3 separate regions of the Mus musculus genome follow, and regions 2 and 3 are each linked to region 1. The links are chromatin contacts, called in public HiChIP or PLAC-seq maps. All regions are on one chromosome and are shown on one strand. The core of a region is the stretch at or near the end of the contact, and the rest is flanking DNA. Distances in the headings are between cores, read along the strand shown.

What was found. HiChIP or PLAC-seq counts read pairs in DNA pulled down with a chosen protein or histone mark.
Region 2: an H3K4me3 HiChIP or PLAC-seq map of bone marrow-derived macrophages shows a contact between it and region 1, with 4 times the contacts expected there. The contact joins two enhancer-like sites. A contact is called at or near these places in 5 of 39 promoter capture datasets (the C10 cell line, the HPC-7 cell line, hippocampal neurons and 1 more), 1 of 484 Hi-C or Micro-C datasets (embryonic fibroblasts) and 2 of 115 datasets of contacts at active chromatin or transcription factors (bone marrow-derived macrophages and large pre-B cells).
Region 3: a CTCF HiChIP or PLAC-seq map of the NIH/3T3 cell line shows a contact between it and region 1, with 5 read pairs. The contact joins two enhancer-like sites. A contact is called at or near these places in 1 of 15 datasets of contacts at CTCF or cohesin (the NIH/3T3 cell line), 1 of 484 Hi-C or Micro-C datasets (uterus), 3 of 115 datasets of contacts at active chromatin or transcription factors (CD8 T cells, astrocytes and large pre-B cells) and 1 of 9 other capture datasets (embryonic stem cells).

The regions. Positions count from the first base shown.
Region 1 is chr3:60,194,289-60,198,274 of GRCm38.p6, reverse strand. No RefSeq gene overlaps it. Among named protein-coding and RNA genes, the nearest start is that of Gm24382, 69 kb to the right of the region's middle. Within about 2 kb of position 2,059, at least 11 of the 459 cell types and tissues checked have an H3K27ac peak or open chromatin away from gene starts, as enhancers often do. A contact at or near this core is called in the NIH/3T3 cell line and bone marrow-derived macrophages, where this site is marked.
Region 2 is chr3:60,468,069-60,472,440 of GRCm38.p6, reverse strand. No RefSeq gene overlaps it. Among named protein-coding and RNA genes, the nearest start is that of Mbnl1, 31 kb to the left of the region's middle. Within about 2 kb of position 2,845, at least 51 of the 459 cell types and tissues checked have an H3K27ac peak or open chromatin away from gene starts, as enhancers often do. A contact at or near this core is called in bone marrow-derived macrophages, where this site is marked.
Region 3 is chr3:60,601,882-60,605,798 of GRCm38.p6, reverse strand. It overlaps Mbnl1 (muscleblind like splicing factor 1), which reads right to left. Exons shown (of 10, transcript NM_020007.4): 4 at 1,905-2,105. Among named protein-coding and RNA genes, the nearest start is that of Mbnl1, 100 kb to the right of the region's middle. Within about 2 kb of position 2,523, at least 84 of the 459 cell types and tissues checked have an H3K27ac peak or open chromatin away from gene starts, as enhancers often do. A contact at or near this core is called in the NIH/3T3 cell line, where this site is marked.

The DNA of each region.
Region 1 (3,986 bases), core at 810-3,309:
AGTTTCAACACTGTTAAATCCATAAAAGAGTAACAAAATCCCAAGTGGACTTCTCAATACAGCAGTTTTATTCATCTTTGTTAATTTTTCAGATTCACTCAAATTGTCATCCTTGCTTTTTTATAAATTTTGCTGAATTTTTTTCACTTTGCCCTATACATGCTTTTTAAACTTAAAGTAATTACCACTTATGATTTTGACTACTAGCTAATTCAGTTGTCTGGGAATTATTTTTCCTTTGTCCATATTTGATCTCTCCTAGGCATACAGTGTAGGTTTTACAGGTCATCGTTTGTAAAGTCAGTTAATATTTATCTGCTACCCTTAGAGCTATTCTTCATTTGCTAACTTTGTAGTATCAACAATCAATGATAAGGCTTCTGAATAATGACAAATTCATCAAGGAAAATGAGATCTTAAGGGTTCTCACTAATCTGTTTAATATAAGCAGTGGGTGTCATCCACAATATGCAATTTTAGCTTAAAGGCTATATTAATCTAAAGTCACATGAAAATCTGCAAGTTCAGGAAGGCCATGATGATCTCATTCTTCTAAAACCCAGAAATAAATCTCCTTGTGAAAGATACTGACTTGGTCAGGGTTCTCTCAAGTCACAGGACTTATGGAATGTCTCTATTTATTAAGGGGATTTATTGTAATGACTTACAGTCTATAGTCCAACTAACCCAACAATGGGCAGTTGTGAATAAAAAGACAAAGGATCAAGTAGTTGCTCAGTCCCATGTGGTTAGTTGTTTGAGTTGGTCTTCTGTAGAAGAAGGTTCTGACAGATGTGCTGACAAGAAAGTATAGGCAATCAAAGAGTGACTACTTCTTCTTTCAATGTCCTTATGTAGGCTTCCAGCAGGTGTGGAGCAGATTAAGGTGTGTGCAGCACCACACCTGGATCTAAAACTTGCTTTGTTCCAGGTTGATCTTGAATTCAGAGATCTGCTTACCTCAGTCTCCTAGACTTGAAGGTGTGTACTACCTTGCATGGGCCTAAGATTTTCATGGCCACTATGCCTCAAGATCTCCATAACAAGATCCATGTCAGAAACTTGTCTTCCATTCCTCAAGATCTGGATCACAGGTAGACCCTCCAGTTCTGGAGTTCATTCTAGATATAATCAAGTTGACAACTAGGAATAGCAGTCACAGATGCCTACCCATGATGGAGAGTAAACATGAAGAAAAGTCTACACAGAGAGTCTATTAAAATGATTTATCTTTCTTTACTGTTGCTAGATATTTTAAATATTTTTATGAAGCTTATTCTCTTTGCTTAACATAGTATATTAATGGGCATATGGATTCTCAGTCTTCATTTTCATGTTGGGCTCACCAAGTATGTGTAAAAAGCCTATTTGTAGTTCTCTTACTATTTGATTTAAGGTCAAGTTTATTCTCAGATTGGGCTGGAGACCCTGAGAGTAAAGAAATAAAATTATGCTTCCCAATGGTCAGTTCCTCTTTTCTAGACTACACTAAATTTATTTTATTGTATAGACTCTTACCCAGATTGGGAGAGAATCACTGATCCATCGGACTCCTCCTTCTCCTCCTCCTTCTCCTCCTCCTCCTCCTCCTTCTCCTCCTCCTCTTCCTCCTCCTCCTCCTCCTCTTTCTCCTCCTCTTCCTCTTCCTCCTCCTCCTCCTCCTCCTCTTCCTCCTCCTCCTCCTCCTATTACCACTACTACTACTACTACTACTACTACTACTACTACTACTATTACTACTACTACTACACACAGGAAGTCTATATATGTATATACATACATATAAACATAATAGAAACTACTGCAATAATTCTTAGATATATTATCAGTAGAAATGCTAATAATATTTATAATTTATAAACATTCTGTAAACTTGGAGGTTGACATATGTTTTGGGGGTGTACATGACTCAACACTCTGCAATGTTGTGAAAAATGGTTACGAGTTGGTAGCTTAATGCAAATTCAGCGTATAGAATAACATAAACTAGAAGGCTGTGCTCTTTCCTAAAATTCCAGGAGTACTTGCCCTGGCTATTCTCAGCACGTAGAAGCTGCCACAATCCATGACTCATAATTTCATTTTTCTTTGCAGGCAGCCTCACTGCATCACAGATCCTACAGTTTATCTGACTCATCAAACTGCAGAAAGGTTCTCCACATTTTAGTAATTAAACAGTTACATTGGATAGAAGCTTTAACTTGATGATAACCTCAATATCCCCATGCCATGTAAAATAAAATTCAGAAATTTCAAAGATTAGGACATGGATAACTTCAGAAAACTGTATTCTGTATGGTCTACTGGGCCAATGTTATTTCAGACCCATAGTTGAAGGCAGATTTGGAGTTCAGTGAGTATTACTATTTTTCCAGAACCTGATGACGGTGTCCTCCTCAATATAAGCAATCTGATACACTCCAGACAAAAGAAGATTCTATCATGGCTCCATTCACTTCTGTGCCTTTTACCTGCTCCACCATCCTCATTGCAAGCTGTAGCTCATCCCATGAGAGCTGCAGAACTTGAAGAGGTGATCTTCTTAAATACTTATTTGAACTCTTTGTCATGCCATAGCACTAGGTAGTTCTTCCTTTGTGTCTCCCCCACCCATCTCTCTCTCTCTCTCGCACACACACACACACAAAGAAAAAACCATAAACATTTTACTAGTATTGGAATTCTTTAAATGAATTGACATAACCATTTATGTAAGAGGCGGGTCAACCAGATGACTAAACTAAAATATAGCCCAGTTGTTTCATGACATATAAGCTCCAAACTATTTTTTAATTAATTTATTTTTTATTACATATTTATTTCATTTACATTTCCAATGCTATCCCAAAAGTCCCCCACACGCTCCCCCACCCACTCTCCCACCCACCCACTCCCACTTCTTGGCCCTGGCTTTCCCCTGTACTGAGGCAGATAAAGTTTGCAAGACCAATGGGCCTCTCTTTCCACTGATGGTCAACTAGGCCATCTTCTGATACATATGCAGCTAGAGACACAATCTCTGAGGGGTACTGGGTAGTTCATATTGTTGTTCCACCTATAGAGTTACAGACCCCTTTACCTCCTTGGTTACTTTCTCTAGCTCCTCCATTGGGGGCCCTGTGATCCATCCAATAGCTGACTGTGAGCATCCAAATCTATGTTTGCTAGGCCCCAGCATAGTTTCACAAGAGACAGCTATATCTGGGTCCTTTCAGCAAACTCTTGCTAATGTATGCAATGGTGTCAGCATTTGGAAGCTGATTATGGGATGGATCCCCGGATATGACAGTCTCTAGATGGTCCATCCTTTCGTCTCAGCTCCAAACTGTGTCTCGGTAACTCCTTCCATGGGTGTTTTGTTCCCAATTCTAAGAAGGGGCAAAGTGTCCACAGTTTGGTCTTTGTTCTTCTTGAGTTTCATGTGTTTAGCAAATTGTATCCTATATCTTGGGTATTTTAAGTTTCTGGGCTAATATCCACTTATCAGTGAGTACATATTGTGTGAGTTCTTTTGTGATTGGGTTACCTCACTCAGGATGATGCCCTCTAGATCCATCCATTTGCCTAAGAATTTCATAAATTCATTCTTTTTAATAGCTGAGTAGTACTCCATTGTGTAAATGCACCACATTTTCTGTATCCACTCCTCTGTTGAGGGGCATCTGGGTTCTTTCCAGCTTCTGGCTATTATAAATAAGGCTGCTATGAACATAGTGGAGCATGTGTCCTTCTTACCAGTTGGAACATCTTCTGGATATATGCCTAGGAGAGGTATTGCAGGATCCTCCAGTAGTACTATGTCCAATTTTCTGAAGGACCGCCAGACTGATTTTCAGAGTGGTTGTACAAGCTTGGAATCCCACCAACAATGGAGGAGTGTTCCTCTTTCTCCACATCCTTGCCAGCATCTGCTCTCACCTGAATTTTGATCTTAGCCATTCTGACTGGTGTGAGGTGGAATATCAGGGTTGTTTTGATTTGCATTT
Region 2 (4,372 bases), core at 1,596-4,095, 270 kb before region 1:
CAGGTAGATGGTTAATTTTCTTACCAGTTAGAAGAGTAAACAGATCTAAAGAAAGATGGCTGAAAAAAAAAAAGTCTACAAATATTATGCAGAGCTAATGAAAGCAAAAACGATAGACAACATCAAAAAAAAGTCCCGCTATGCAGATAGTCATGCATGTTTCATATATACATACATAGATGCATACTTCCCTTGGGTTCAGTCTGACAGATAATGAAAGCCAAGGGGGTAGCCAACTGGTAGCACTTCCTCCCACCTTCCCTTACTTATTGGGGAAGAAAGGGGGTGGATTGCAAGAATAACACAAGAGTTATGCAAAGTTTCATATACTGCAAGAACCATTTTCTGGACTTTAGAAACCATCATCCTGAGGGTATAACATTAAGTTTTATTTCTTTTTTAAAAAAATCTGAAACTTATTTCCTTTCTTTGTAGAGAATAGTTACATCATTCCCCTCTTCTGTTTGCTCCCTCTAGACCCTCCCATACCCCTTCCTTGCTCTGTGTCAAGTTTATGGTCTCTCTGTTAATTGTCACACCCACATACATGTATTTAACATATATCTATAAATACTTAGGTATTATCTGCATAACATCATTTGTATGTTTTCAGGGCTGGCCATTCGGTATTTGATTTCTCAAGCTGTCAAGCTACATTAGTTGCCTGTAGTTCTTTGTATATGGTTACAATGGCTAAATCTACAATATAACTCTGCACCCAAGGCTCAGACATATTTTCCAAAGAGCCATAAAGATAGTAAGACAGAAAACCAGGGAGTTTGCTGAGACGCTATCTCTTGGGAATGTCAGAAGCTACACCCATGAAGCCTCACCACCATAATTTGCCCAAGCATGAATAGAACAAAGACAATAATAAATATGCTAACACAGAAGGAGAAAAATCCCCAGAGGTCTTAATTCCATACCCCAAGCTTTGTATTTAATGGTGTAGTCAATGGACAGATGCATGGGTGAATCACTAAAAATGGAAATATTTTTCATCTTATTACACATACATTTAACATAAATTGACAAGAAGTAAAATAACTGAAACAAACTAAGACCCTTTCCTGTCGTGAAATATCACACAAAGAAAACAAAAACAAAAGATACAAACAGTAATAAACCCAAGTGACATCACATAAAATTTGATTTGAATTCATTAGTGAAATACAGACAGAATAGTCCCCCGAGGAAATGCCACTGCTGAGATTCATTATTAGTTAGGTGATTTTGTTTTTGTATCATGATTTTGTGAATATAACATCAGAATCATTTAGGCCTATAGGCCCAGTCTTACCTCCTCAGCACCTGTGGATATAGTAGTGTCCCCTCATCTATGGGTTCTCTGACTAAAGTTTCAATTACAAGTGTCTAGCCACAATTCAAAAACATTATGTGGAAAACTATGGAAATGATACATTGTGATGGTTTAAATAGGTATGGCCCTATGAACTCATGTGTTTGAATGCTTAGTGATAGGGAGTGACACTATGAGGATTATGTGTGGCCTTGTTAGAGGAAGTGTGTCACTGTGGGGGTGGGCTTTGATATCTCCTATGCTCAAGCTATACTTAGTGTGGCACACAGTCTCCTGTTGCCTGTGGATCAAGATGTAGAACTCTCAGCTTCTTCTCTAGCATCATGTCTGTCTGCTTGCATGCTGCGATGCTTCCCACCATGAAAATAATGGACTGTAAACCTCTGAACTATAAGCCAGTCCCAACCAAATGTTTTCCTTTACAAGAGTTGCCATGGTCATGGTGTCTCTTTACAGCATAAAACCCTAACTAAAACAGATATATAATTTTAAGTTGCCAGAATTCTGTGCATGATGAAATCCCATGCCAGACTCCCTCTATGTGCCTAGTGGACCCACATTGTGCGCACTACCTACCCACAGTCAATTATTATCTACTTTGGTTCTTAGTAGCCCTGCCACACTGTCTTAGGACCTGTACTCAAGTAACCCTGTTTTACTTGATAACGACCCCAACATTCTAGAATAGTGATGCTCTACCCACTTTAATGTACCAAGAGAAGCCATGAAGGACTCCCTCAAAAGGAAAAGGCGAACACTCTTGGCAATTCAAGAAGAAAATAGATCTCATGGTGATGTAATTAATGTTCATGGTAAGGACACAGAAAACACTCACTGGCATAAGTAGGGTTTGGTGCCAATTGTTCTCATGCTTCTACTGTGAGAAAATCTTGAAATATTACCATTTTAGATAATGGGTGGACCACAGAAGTTACGTCTCTTTCCTGACATCAGTACTCTGTCTCTTCTGTCTAGAAGATGAGCATTTATGCTTCTGTGCATTTATTTTGGTGACTATGCTTGAGGTTTTGCCAGCTTCCCAACTTTTGCTCTGGCTAACTAATCCAGCCTACTGCTCTCTTTTTCTTCATCTGAATTTTTTGAGGTAATTACCAACACTGTTTCCTCGTGTCTTTCTTCTATGTTTGTATCAAATGTAACATAGATTTCACCATTTTAGCATGTTATCTGTACCTTCTGAAGCCATCAAGTGCATCCACATTTTTGGAACCTTTAGCTCTTAGCCTTCAGGACTTTCTCATCTATGAACACTGAACAACAACCTGCCCTCCCTGTGCTCCCTAGCAACCACTATTCTATTTCCAGGACTTGACTATTCTAGGTACTATACATAAATGGACTCACATGGTCTTTGCTCTCCTGTGTCTGGTTTATTTCATTTAGGTTCATAAGTGTCTAGCCTCTGTCCAAGTTACCTTCTTTTCTCAAGTTTGGCCAGAGTTCTGCTGTGTGAATATGCCACATTTTGTTCATCTGTCAGGGGACAGTGGGTTGTTTCTTCCCTTGGGGGGTTATGGAGGGTGCTGACCTACACATTGTTGTGCAAGTATCTGGTTGAGCCTCTGCTTCCAGTTCTTTTTGATACACACACACACACACACACACACACACACACACACACACACACACAAAATGATACATCCTCTATTGCCACGGTTAATGTTGGGAGGAAGTGGAACACTATTAAGTTTATTCGTGTCACACTGTCCTTCTGCATTTGTATTCTTGCTTCCTCTTATTCACCAAGTCTCCTTGTTAGTCAGGAAATGAGCTCTGTCACCAAACTGCAAACACATTAAAGGCTTCTCTTGCCATCACTTTTCAGCACATGCCCTCTACTGACCACTTCCTCTCCCTGGAAGTTGAGTTTCCATTCTGGGCTTCCTCCTCGCCTTCTCTGATTTTCTCATAGGAGCTTCTAGCTGTGTAAATGTTAGATACTGCTTTTTCTCATAATTTAGTCTGATAAATTGTCTCATCACACTGTATTTTCAACATGTTTCTACTTGAAGTTTCCATTAGCAAATAGTAACCAATTCTTAATCTTTCCCTTCAGAATGCATGTTTTCCTGGAGAAGTTTTGATGATACATCCTCTATTGCCACGGTTAATGTTGGGAGGAAGTGGAACACTATTAAGTTTATTCGTGTCACACTGTCCTTCTGCATTTGTATTCTTGCTTCCTCTTATTCACCAAGTCTCCTTGTTAGTCAGGAAATGAGCTCTGTCACCAAACTGCAAACACATTAAAGGCTTCTCTTGCCATCACTTTTCAGCACATGCCCTCTACTGACCACTTCCTCTCCCTGGAAGTTGAGTTTCCATTCTGGGCTTCCTCCTCGCCTTCTCTGATTTTCTCATAGGAGCTTCTAGCTGTGTAAATGTTAGATACTGCTTTTTCTCATAATTTAGTCTGATAAATTGTCTCATCACACTGTATTTTCAACATGTTTCTACTTGAAGTTTCCATTAGCAAATAGTAACCAATTCTTAATCTTTCCCTTCAGAATGCATGTTTTCCTGGAGAAGTTTTGATGTTACAAAGTCCTAGGTGTTTCCATGTAATGTGGAAGAAAATAAAATCAAAGATCTGCTTCTATTATTCATTAAGCAAGGCAACCATTATTTCTGTGACATTTCCTCATCTGTAAGGGGGGCCTTAAATATTCACCTAAAAATATTATTGGAAGGTTACAAAACAAAAGGTACGTTCTTAAGGATTGTAATATAACATAAAGACAAAAAGTCCACTCAAATTCTCTCCATTGTTTTGCTACCCATGATGTAAGTTGTGTGATCAATTGGATATGCATATCTTGGTTTTAGCCATACCACTCAGAGCATAACCTATGTTGTGTATTGTGTATATTTGATCCCTGTTATTCATTTCTTATCAAATTTTATCTATAAACTCATATTATATAACAAATTAAATTGTTTTGTGAGATTATTTAAAGTAACTTAAAACATCACTGCATGCTTTTGCACTTTACACCATAATATGAAGATATTTCTAAGATGTGTGTGTGT
Region 3 (3,917 bases), core at 1,274-3,773, 410 kb before region 1:
ACAAAGTCAAGATCCTAGCTGAATTAGACCAATTTTACCTCAGAGGAAAATCAAAATTCAGTTGAAGATGGAATGTGGCTTTAATCTCTAAATAACCATAGTATCAACCTTGAGAAAAGAACTGTAGGCATTCCTTTCATGGATTTCGCCCTCCAGTGCTCCAAGGAGCACCAAGGTTGTATGTGTGCATGCATGCCTGTGTGTGTGTTTATGTGTGAGTGTGTGTGCTTATGTGTGCGTGCATGTGTGTGTGTGTGTGCGTGCGTGCGTGCGTGCGTGCGTGCGTGCGTGCGTGTGTTTAAGTTCTGGAATCACACTGCAGAGCAGAAAGAGGCACATGCATGTTTCCTATTTCAGGCCCCAACTATGACTGTGACAATGACTTAGATCTTGGGAACAGAACCAAGGGCATGCTCACTTCTATCAGGAATGCACATAACACAGGAGAGATTGTCCTAGGAAGTAGCAAAGGCAAATGACAAAACTCACAAGCAGCTCTTCATGGAAAGAAAAACAAAATGACAAAATACAAGTATAAAAAAACTACGCAAACTTTCAAGGGAATGAGCAGTTTTGAGCAAGTAGCTCAGCTTGAAGCATATCCTCTTAATGCTTTGAATATTGTTACCTATTAATAATTACTATGTTGGCATTCTTCTTCTCAGACTATTTGAGTCCCATTAATCAACTAACAGTCATGCATTAAGAATCCTGTGTTTTCTTTAGGAAGATTGGGGAAGAAAACTGTTTCAGATGCTGCCCTATTTCATTTGCGGACAGCATTTGTTAGAGAATTACTATACTTGGGAAATGAGAAGCCAAATGGCAGAGTGTATCTCTACAGCAAGGATAGGCTACCTCCCATCTCTTGCTCTGCTCTGACTCCTCTGCAACACAACGGTAGTGACAGCATCTTTCCCATCAGGTTGTTCTAAAGGTAGGCTATGTGATGGCTGTATCTGGCACATCCTCACAAAATGCTACAATATGATATCCTTTCTAATACGTTCAATAGAGTATAATGAATAAATAAGGCATTTTATTATATTTCTAACAGACTGGAAAGTTATTAGAGTCAAGGCCCTCCAAGTGCACCCTACTTTACTTTCCCTGTAATTAGTACACCCAGGCCATCTCAGCCCCAAGTCCGTCCTAAGCAGACAGACAGGAGAGGCAACTCAGTTTTTACTTACTAGGCCATTTTTCTACAGAAACTGTTTATCAAGGCTGTTAATTCATGCCATGCTAAAATTCTGAATAGTAATGTCATACTAGAACTTTATCTCTAATTTCCTTTTCAGTCACAACAGTAAAGTGTGTGCGTCTGCTTATCCTCCGCCCCAAGACAATGACAATCATGTGACAGCCTACTAAAAACGCTTTTATCAGGGTGCGTTTCATAAAACCACCCGCCTGCCTCAATGGAAGTACTTCAGAGGTTATGACAACATCTGCAGAGAGTTTTGTAATAGTTCGTGCACAGCAGCCAATGTGTTCCTGTTTATGAGATCCTCTGGACTTCAGTCATTTATTTGTTCACTCCAATAATCATTATATTGTGTTGATGACTACAAGAAACATTCAAGAAGCAACTGTTCTGGGCCAAACATTTTTTCTAACTCTTTGAGGTTTGAGCATTAGCATCATGTGCAAGATTTTAAGGATACTAAGACAAAGTGGAGAAACAGACACGCTGATCCCAGTTCCAAGCCCTCCCTGAGGAACCTAGACATAGATGCTGACTGATTTTGTAATTGTTGCATTAACCAAAACAGCATAACCATATTCTAGCAAACTTGCACAAACACTGAACCAAGACATGTTCATTCAGTTTAAAGTCACTCTGGCTACAAACACTTGAAGAACTGTAATGGAAACTATGAAGGTTCAACTCTTTATCCTACCTCCAGTCTGTCTGTCCGCATTAACTTCTGTGCAGCAGCTGCGGCAGCTGCTGGCACTGGAACTCCAGGATTCCCCGTGACCAACATTGGTGCAGTCGGCAAGATCTCTGCTGGAACCAGGCTTGGGGAAACAGGCCCCAGGTAAGGGTTAAAGGCTGCTGATGCACTGGTGGCTAAGCTTGGTGCAACTGAAAACATTGGCTGCAAATTGAAACAAAAAGCAAAACTTAATGGCAAGTCTCCATTCCAAATTGATACTCTACTTACAGAGTTATCATTTATTCTTCATCTATCATTCATTCTTTCTTCCTTAACTTCTATTTAATTCTGTCTTTAATTTAGTCTAAGAAGATTTCAGTATACTGATATTTGCTAAGTCATTGTTTTTCTCCAAATCTAGCAGGCAGAATATGCATTCATATCTCCAGAGGGGGTTCGAAGATTGGCATCTAGAATACTTGTGGTTTAACGTCTTAAATATCTTAGTACAGACACTTGTTTGTGCTCACCCAGTCTCCACCTTTGTGACTCAATCCTAGAAATGTGTCTGAGAAACACACTGTGTAACTGCTGTCAGATATAGTGGAAAGGTCTGTTCTCAAGTGTTAACAGGATATAAGTGCCTATCATCTGAGCAGACACAGATGTCCCAGGGGATCACAGAGCCCCACAGCCAGCACATTGACCAAATCTGTGGGCTGTGAGAGGTGATGATTACACTGTCTTTTGAGCACAGAAGAGATAGCATTTGGCCTGGTCACTTGATGTCGGTTTCTCAGAAGAAAGGTTCAGTGTTCTACAAGCCCATCCCATACTTGTGGGGCACTCAGCAATGGAAATTAACCTTCTCCAGAAAATGTCTGGAATGTGAAGCCTGACAGAACATTTCCCAGGAAATGCCACAGAATTATTAAAAAACATGGGATGGGCTGTCAGCGGGCAGGACACACTGGGGTGATGCTACTGCATTCAATGGAGAGAAGCCAGGGATCTACTATGTGTAAATGGCATTCTTTAATATGAGAGCATAAGGTCCCAAAGGACTATACCATGGTTGAGCATCCATCCTACATGACAGCTCTGCATTGTGTACACATCTGTACTAAGAACAATATGAACGATAGACTATTTAATGTATACATTGATTCACTGGGAAAAATTTATAACATAGCATAGCTCACACTGATACATTCACCCTAACATAGCTAGTCCTCCAAGCATGTGCTTTGAACACCATGTTTAATTACTCTGACAGGTCTGTGGCCCTTGACTAATGAAGTAGCCTAGAATAAGTCTTTCCATTTCAAACCTCAAGCCTATTCCAATGCGAAGCAGCTGCCCTCAGGAAATACAAAAATTCCATGTGTATTATGAAGAAGGATCCATGTGTAAAACTGGGTCCAGTGGCATTTGTCTCTCCACAAAACCCTGAACAGCAGCTAACTTCAGGCTTTCCCTTTGTGTGCTAGAGGCCAGGGCAGCACCATGACAGGGTCAGTCCTGCATGGTGATCATGCATTAAACTTCTGTCCAAGAACATTCTAGGCAAATGTGTGTTCTGTTGCACACAGTCAGATACAGGGTATGGAATCTCAGACCACATAGAAGAATTGTTATAAATTTAGCAGAGTCCTAAAAGATTGAAAGCTAATTAATATCCTTTCTCTTTGCATTCATAGCTGTAAATTAAAATGAGTTCCAAGAAAGCCCACTTGATACTTACTATAGCAAGCTACTGAAATGTTTATGTCACTGTATACTATAGGAATTACTTAAGGCAAATGCCTTCATAAAGACATTCAGGATGAAGAAATTTTTCCCTGACTTGACACAATAATGACAGCACACCAATAAAATCAGCCTCGTTAAATCTCACCAAGTTAAATACAGTGAAAACCTACATATGGATAGAATGTAGCTGTCACCAATTATGAACACTGTGTTAGGGGTGGGTTACAGCTCAGAGTGGATCCTAATGTAGGAAAGCCAGTGACCATGGCCACTCCTGCATTA